Regions from separate parts of the Mus musculus genome. Here all the other regions are linked to region 1. The links are chromatin contacts, called in public HiChIP or PLAC-seq maps. All regions are on one chromosome and are shown on one strand. Each heading gives the region's core, a stretch centred on a gene start, on an enhancer-like site or on the middle of the called end of the contact. The rest is flanking DNA. Distances are from core to core; before and after follow the strand shown.

The links. HiChIP or PLAC-seq counts read pairs in DNA pulled down with a chosen protein or histone mark.
Region 2: a contact with region 1 is called in an HNF4G HiChIP or PLAC-seq map of pancreatic cancer cells. The contact joins two enhancer-like sites. A contact is called at or near these places in 2 of 484 Hi-C or Micro-C datasets (cerebral cortex and cortical neurons), 8 of 115 datasets of contacts at active chromatin or transcription factors (bone marrow-derived macrophages, embryonic basal ganglia, embryonic forebrain and 4 more) and 3 of 9 other capture datasets (adipose tissue, embryonic stem cells and pancreatic islet).
Region 3: an H3K4me3 HiChIP or PLAC-seq map of bone marrow-derived macrophages shows a contact between it and region 1, with 4 times the contacts expected there. The contact joins two enhancer-like sites. A contact is called at or near these places in 10 of 484 Hi-C or Micro-C datasets (the Ba/F3 cell line, the G1E-ER4 cell line, adipose-derived mesenchymal stem cells and 4 more) and 1 of 115 datasets of contacts at active chromatin or transcription factors (bone marrow-derived macrophages).

What each region holds. Positions count from the first base shown.
Region 1 is chr3:146,327,637-146,330,242 of GRCm38.p6, reverse strand. No RefSeq gene overlaps it. Among named protein-coding and RNA genes, the nearest start is that of Gm40167, 17 kb to the left of the region's middle. Within about 2 kb of position 1,277, at least 118 of the 459 cell types and tissues checked have an H3K27ac peak or open chromatin away from gene starts, as enhancers often do. A contact at or near this core is called in the Ba/F3 cell line, the G1E-ER4 cell line, bone marrow-derived macrophages and 2 more, where this site is marked.
Region 2 is chr3:146,757,428-146,760,033 of GRCm38.p6, reverse strand. It overlaps Prkacb (protein kinase, cAMP dependent, catalytic, beta), which reads left to right. Exons shown (of 10, transcript NM_011100.4): 2 at 2,266-2,327. Among named protein-coding and RNA genes, the nearest start is that of Prkacb, 54 kb to the left of the region's middle. Within about 2 kb of position 1,288, at least 52 of the 459 cell types and tissues checked have an H3K27ac peak or open chromatin away from gene starts, as enhancers often do. A contact at or near this core is called in bone marrow-derived macrophages and pancreatic cancer cells, where this site is marked.
Region 3 is chr3:145,962,928-145,965,533 of GRCm38.p6, reverse strand. No RefSeq gene overlaps it. Among named protein-coding and RNA genes, the nearest start is that of Gm35352, 23 kb to the left of the region's middle. RefSeq lists an enhancer at 605-1,435. Within about 2 kb of position 1,328, at least 113 of the 459 cell types and tissues checked have an H3K27ac peak or open chromatin away from gene starts, as enhancers often do. A contact at or near this core is called in the Ba/F3 cell line, the G1E-ER4 cell line, bone marrow-derived macrophages and 1 more, where this site is marked.

The sequences.
Region 1 (2,606 bases), core at 28-2,527:
ATCTCACAGGTTTTCATACTCCTGTGTCCATTCAAGTTTCTATTGGCTGCCAACTCCTGACGTGGAGTGCTGTGTAATGCTTGCATAGTTTGGAGGCAGTGAGACTGGTTCCGGCTTGGGAGTTCTGCGGGGTGATCAGGACCTTTTCTCTCTCTGTCTGCATGTCAGCACGTGGTTTCCATACCTACAGCTGCTTCATGTTTCACATGCATCCACGATAATAGCGGCCATAAAATCTGTCTTCTAGATGGGAAGCAAAGAAAAAAGAGGGAGGGAAAAGGCTACGTCTATATTCTGTTTTTAAAAGCTTTCCTGGAAATTAACCCACCAGGTGTTGATATTCCATTGGCCAGAAGTTAATCATGTGAGAACCACTTGCCAGGGAGACTGGGAAATGTGATCTTTTTGCTCCTTATTAAGGATGTGGACAATATGGGATACTGAACAGGAACAATCACAATGTGCGGGACCTTGCCTTCATTTTACTTATCCAGAGTCACCTACAAGAGTCTTTTAAAATCACAGTATCTGATTTTTGTGGATTTTCCCTTAACTCCTCATTTATTAATTATAATTGAATAAGGAAGAGCTGCTCCTTCCTCCTGGGAACACAATTCTTTATTTATAATGGTATCGATTCTTCTCTGATCCCTTTAACAAGAGAATGGTCTTTGGAAAAGAAGAACCAAGTGCTTCCAGCATTACCTATCTCCCTAAGATGGTTTGAAATAACAATACAGCTAGCTACAAGCTTTAAGAAATGTGGGCATCACCAAGGCCACACAAGCACCCAGTGTCCTCACACAGCTCAAAAGTGGCAGGAAAAGAAAAAGGTCACATCAGGGTAGATCCACTAGTGTAAATTTCTCATTTGTCAAAAATATGAATTCATAGTTGGCAAGAAAAAAGAGCCAGTTGAGCTAGACAAATATGATTTCTGTTGACAGGATATTAGGTAAAATAACTCACACAAACTAACTAAGGTGGCACCCAGTAAATATTTTTAATAGTTTTTGTTGAAAGGGCTATCATCATTCAAGCACTTCTTGGTCTCTGAGACGTGTGGGTGGCTTAGTTGTTTTGTAAGACCTTTTTGAAACATGATAGGGTATATGAAAATTTAAAAGACCGCGTCTTAGTTACTTTTCTACTGCTTAACAACGTGGCCAAGACAGGTTATAGAAGGAAGGTTATACTTGGGCTACAGTACCAGACGGGTAAAGGTCTATGATGGCAGAGGGGCAGAGCCGCGATGGGCGGAGCCGCGATGGGCGGAGCCGTAGCAGGAAGCTGAGAGCTCACTTCTTCAAACTGCAAGCAAGAAGCAGAGAACGCCAACTCAAACTGGCCAAGGCTTTAAGCTCTCAAAGTCCACATTTGCTCTCCAGCAAGGCCGTAACTCCCAAGCTGCCCCTAACAGTACTGCAAACTGGTGTCCAAGTATTCAAATACTGGAGACTTTGGGGGAACATCTCATTCAATCCATCACAATCATAAATATTTTTAAAATAAAAATGATAGTAAGTCCACTTTCTGATGAATGTCTATGGTCTTTGGGTGGGAATTTGATGATGGAGTCGTTCCTCCTCTTTTTGTTTAGAAAGCCTAGACATCAAGGTTTGGGAACCTGGCAAATGGGCTTGGATTCGGGTCTGCTGGCTAGAGTCTCCATCTGCATTTGACCTGCACATTTGCTGGTCAGCCGGGGTAAGGACGTAAGGGGTGGGATCGAGGACATAAGAGGGTTAGAATTATGAGTCCGAAGCCTTTGGGTCATCTCAGAGGTGTCTACCGCGAGACTGGCAACTGCACGTTTAAATTTTAATTTGAAATGCCACGTTCACCTCCTTATTGTATTTTCGCCGAGAATACAAGACGAGCATACCTAAAGAGGGGGAAACGGAGTGGCTTGTTGAACAAGATTGTTCTAGAAGTTGGGATCCTGATTTGTAGTCTTGATCAGAGTGCTAGAGGCTGTTCGCATCAGTTTAGCTCCTTCATTTCCCTGAGATCTTTTCTCACAGAACCTGTCCTGCTCTGAAAACCTGTCTAGGATTTCCCTAAGAGTGCCTTGGGCTGCCTGCAGTATCTTCAGTAGAACTCTTTTGCCACCTAGTGGCCAAATTAAAGATCTTCGCCTTACCGTATCTTCTGCTTCCAGGTCCCTCCTTGATTGCAGCAAAAAGAACAAAGCCATTTTAGACTTTCCTCCGCAAGAATGCGGCAAACTGCCAGAGCTGGGAGGAACAAATGTTTAATTCATGTCCTTGGAAGCTCCGCTGGGTGAACAAACACAGCGCCGCTTCCTAAGGCAGAGGCCTTGGTGCAGTGGGCATGTGGTTACAAAGCGGTTCCTGACGGCGAGAACACCCAGCGAGGTGCCCTGATAAATGTAACCCCAAGGAGATGTGTTTGGGTTACTCCCTGTGAGCTAATCTGTTACACGCTGGTCCTTAATGCTTTCAGCTGCTCCCAGTTAATACTCATTAAGCATGCATGCAGTGCCTGTCCCTCTCTAGACATCTGAAATAGAGAGGGGTGAGAGGGTCCCCTCGGGTCTCCTGCTGATCTGGAGTCATCTTTCACCCAACAGTGGTCCCTATAGG
Region 2 (2,606 bases), core at 39-2,538, 430 kb before region 1:
GCGGAGAATATTTCAAAGCACAAGTGAATCCTGGGTAGCATCAAAGCCTGTCTCCTGGAGCTCATCACGGGCACAGGAGAAGAGACTGTTGTGTGTCCCCGCACAGGTCTTTGTCATCTGTGCTCACTGCTCACTCGCCTCCGTTCCCTTCAACCCTCCTCAGGGTAACACAAGAGCAGGCTCTCTCTCTCTCTCCCCACTTCTCCCTTCTCTGGTCGATGTGAACTCAGCAGGTATCTGGAGAGTTTGCACCATAACTTCACAGTTCTGTTATACATGGGAACTGAAATATTTTTCAGAAGAAATTTAGAGATGTATTATTTTCATTTTCAGAATCACCAAATAGGGCTTTTTTTTTTCCAGAAACCACAGTTATATATCCTGATGTGTTTTGTTTCTAATTTAACTTACACCCATTATTTCCAAGTCATGGGCATGTGCAGACATCTCTATTCCATGAACACAAAACAAATAAACAAAAAACTTAGTTATAAGATACAAAGCCAGCCTTTTTGAGCCTGGGATGGAGCTTAGTGGTAAGAAACATGCCAGTCAGTTCATGTGAGAGCCCCTGGTTGGAGTCCTGGAGCAGACACAAAACAAGCGAGCGCTCTCCATGCCGCTAGCATACCAACTTCCCAAAGATCAGAGTTCAGACTACAACCCAAAGCCTCTTGACTTTTCCAGTCCTAAAATGAATTAGATCATGTGTTGATAATTATATGTATCAGTTAATTTACTGTTTTGGTACATGAGAATTTTAACTCTGAAAGTTAATTTTCTCTAATTTTTAAAATAAGTATTTTGCAAATTCTGTATGATACAATACTTAGAAAGTCGTAAAGTGCTATTTCCAGAAATGCATAAGCGGCGTTCTCTCAAAACTACCGTTTATTATTGATGTTCCTCATTGTCCGCATATTAAAATGGCAGAACAGAATGGCAAGCGCCATCTTGGTTTGTGCTGGGCCATAGGTGTTGTCCTGTAGAGAAAACAAGACAGTGTAATGCACACCGTAAGTATCAGGTCCCTGCTGTGCACGCCGGGTCTCTGCTTTGCCCTATTTGGGGATTTGATAGGAACATTTGTTGTTGTTTGTGTGAGACAGAGTCCTTGCCCTATAGCCTAGCCTTGCCTAGAAATCACAGTGTAGCCCAGGCTGGTCTTGAACATACACTGTAGTGCACCCATCTCAGCCTTCGACAAACTGGGATTGCAGACCCCATCATGCCTAGCGTGATTCTGGCTGTATTCCAGCCACTCTTTGTTTCTAAAGTAGTGGCTGATGCAACAGCTCATCTCCCCCAGCATCTTACTGTTCTGTGGCCTGTCACCCTGCTCTCTCCTCCATTGAGCCACGCAGGGAAATGCCAGGATTCTGCTGAACAAAAGATATAGTAAAGGGATCTTGTGTAATCCAATTGTATTCTCATTTTTTACATAAAAATAAGAATATATCATTTTTAAATGTTTACAGTTATTTGTTTCTAAACCATCAAAAATTTGTTTAAAAACAGAAGCCCTTGTTAGTGAATTTGTGGGAGGAGTGTGTAAACAGGACATACTCTTAAGTGACTCATCTTTGGTTAACAAATTTAACAATATAAACCACAGCTCTACAAATACAGCTATTATTAACTACCATATAAACATCTGCTTCTGTTTGACTTTATTTTAATGTAAAATTTAAATCAGACATTCAGTTTAATTTTTGTTATAAGTTCACAGCTAGTTTTTAAAGTAGTTTGTATTGTAATTAGTGTTTTGTTCCTTTTGGGTTTTATGGGTTTGTAGATCCTGTCTGTACCTGTTAGTCTGTGGTTTCTCCGCTGCTCTCTGCTGGTGGAGAGACCACAGATCTAATGCACACAGCCTGTACCTGGAACTGCCTTTTCCCACAACCAGTTCTCAGGTTGACTATCCTCAGCTCGAGCTCCAGCTTCCATTAACCCCACTCACGGCTTAGTCAGTCACTAGGTTGTCATCAGTTGATAGCTTGTACACAACCTCAGTATGTTTTCTGAGCATTGTGGTGACTGGGTATGATGGTGTCAGAGTGGGCCCTATGTAGAGCAATCGTTGAGGCCTTTAGAAATGGAGACACCAGTAGCCCCCTGGGCTGTCACACTGAGGGATGCACGTGTCCTTACAACAGTTGCTCACACAAGGATATCTGTGTTTCATATAGCCACATGGGATGTGTCTTCTTTATGCAATATACGCATTCTTACCAGACACTGTCTATTTTCTTTTCTTTTTTCCAGTGAAAGAGTTTCTAGCCAAAGCCAAAGAAGACTTTCTGAGGAAATGGGAGAACCCTCCCCCGGTAAGGAAGCTGTATGCTTTTCTGCAATTGGAAGTGAATTCATGATTCTTGTTTAACTTGTTGCTACTTCGCAAATTTTAGTTTTTAAGTGTTAATAGTAAACATATGATATGGTGGAAATTCCACCATAATGCTGTGCTATAATTCATTAATTTATAATTTTATGGATACCTACATCGGAGAAGCAGCCATCTTCTCATAGAATCCCTCAAGGGGGGAGTTTGGTTGTTTCATTTCTTGGCACAGCCTGGGAATTGAACACAGGGCCTCGTATACCAG
Region 3 (2,606 bases), core at 79-2,578, 360 kb after region 1:
GAATTCATCCCATATACAGTTACCAAATGTAGACACTATTGTGGATGCCAAAAAGTGCATACTGAAAGGAGCCTGAGATATCTGTCTCCTGAGAGGCCCTGCCAGAGCCTTACAAATACAGAGGTTGATGCTCACAGCCAATCATTAGACTGAGTCCCTAATAGAGGAGTCAGAGAAAGGACTGAAGGATCTGAAGGGGGTTGCAAACCCATAGGAAACAATATCAACCAACCAGACACCCCCCACCCCACCCCTGTGAGCTCCCATGGACTAAACCAAGGAGTATGCATGGCTCCAGCTGCATATGTAGCAAAGGATGGCTTTGTCATGCATCAATGGGAGGAGAGGTCCTTAGTCCTATGAAGACTCAATAGATGCCCCAGTGTAGGGGAACTGAGGGCTGGGAGGTGGGAGTGGGTAGGTGTGTGGAGGAACACTCGCATAGAAGCAGGTGGAGGGGGCATGGGAGAGGAAATTTCTGGAGTTGGGGGCGGGGGTGTGGACCAGGAAAGGGGATAACATTTGAAATGTAAATAAAGAAAATTTCCAAGAAAAAAAGAAGAAAAGAAAACTGTTTTCTCTTAAAAAAAAAAAAAAAAGGAAAGGTCTTGTTCCTATTGGTTGCTATAAATAAACTGAATCATTAGATCATGTCTTGAAAGGGTTTTATAGAAATACCAGGCATAGCTTCCAGTGCGGCGATTTATACAAGCAACTCCTAATACGAGCCTTGGGAGCAATGCTAAGCCACGTAATAAAGGGCATTACTACGGCTGCTCCGGCATACTTGGGTGACAGATTAGACTGTTCAGGCACCTCCTTACAGGTCAAAGCCTGCAGGCCGGGAAAGGAAAGAGCTAGGAGTTCCTTCTGGCCCGCAGCGCTCAGGCAGGCAGCTGTGTAATCCCACTGAACCTGTCTGGCAGCTTGGCAGGAGCGGCTGGTGCTGGCAGATAAGACCCTCTTGGGAAGCCTGATAGCTCCTGTCAATAAGGAAACTGCAGAGGGCCACTGGAATTTTCCAAGCCATGAAATGAAAAACAAAAAACAAAAAACAAACCAAAACTCTGGTTTGAAAATGTGCATTTAACCAATCATGACAGAGAGCTTTGGAAAATAACTTTTATTAAAGAAAGATGCACCGCAATTCTTTGCTTTCTAGTAGTCTAGTATGATTTACAGATTTACATATGCTTATCCGGCTTGGAAGCAGCTATTGTTTGCTGACCGGTTGCGTCACCAGAGACTGAAGGTCTCTGCAGCCCTCAATGCAGTTTGGACAGTGTGGCAAAGCACTGCTGTTTCACAATTCGGGAGTTGTTGCAGATCCCATTTTTGAAGTCCCATGGATGTTCTTCCCTCTTGATTTAGACTAGGTCAGAGAGCAAATGACTGTGCAACCCACAGCCCATGAGGAAATGAGGCAGGCAGCTAGCTAGAGCTGTGGTTCTCAGCCTGTGGGTTGCGAGCCCGCTGTGGTCGCGAACGACCCTTTCACAGGGATCGCCTATCAGATATCCTGCATATCAGATATCTACGTTATGCTTCATAACACTAGTACATTTACAGTTATGGATTAGCAACAAAATAATTTTATGGTTGGGGGGGTCACCACAACATGAGGAACTGTGTTGAACGGCTGTAGCGTTAGGGAGGCCGAGAGCCAATGGTCTAGAAGAACGGGAGCTGCGGGGTACACTGGAAGCCCAGATGTTGGGGCTGACTGATCATCCATAGCTCCTTAGCACACTCTCCCCCAGGGACGAGCGAGGCGCCCCTCAAAGTGCTGCTGAGTCTAGACTTTCCAAAACTCCTGGTCACCGGGAAAGAGGTAGTTGAGGCATACTAAACACCTAAGGAAGGGTTTCTTGGAACCTCGAACAGAAAGAGTACAAAGTCTGCGTGGGTAGATAGTGTTGGCAGGGCTGGAGTGAGGGAGCCCAGGGGAAGAGGAACCCGGGCAGGCACCGCTTGCTCCCGGTAGGCACCGCTTGCTGGTCTGTTGTCTCTGTGTCTTCAGTCTGTCGGGGTTTATTCCATTTCTGCTTACACCTGTGATTGTCCTTGGCTGATGATGGCACCGCTTCCGTGTAAAGCGGAGTCGTTCGCAGTTATTTAGCTTGTCTTCAATAGTCAGGGCTTCAACTTGGTTAAAAGAAGTGTATGAACTCAAGAGAAAAATCCCCAGCGCGGAGGACACAGCTCAGTTTTACGTGGCTGGGTAGCGATGGAGCATTTAGAAAGCTTGCGTTCCATTCCCCAGCAGTACAGAAAGCCAGGCCGGGAGGTGCATGCCTGTAATTCCAACACTTGGAGGTCAAGAGGAAGGCAGCAAAGAGTTACAGTTCGTCCTCTACAGTTCATCCTCGGCTCCACCGGGAGTCAGAGGAAGGCCTGGGACAGGAGACCAATGTCTCAACAAACAATGCTCTGAGGCCTCAGGCCCTCTCTTTAGAAACTGAGGCAGGAGGAGTGCCGAAAATTGGTAGCAACTTCCAAGCCAGTCTGAGCTACTGAGTGAAACTTTGTCTTAAAAAAGGCAAAATCTGAAACAAATAAAGTAACATAACAGAATTCGCAGGTGTGAAGATGTGTTTTATAAAAAG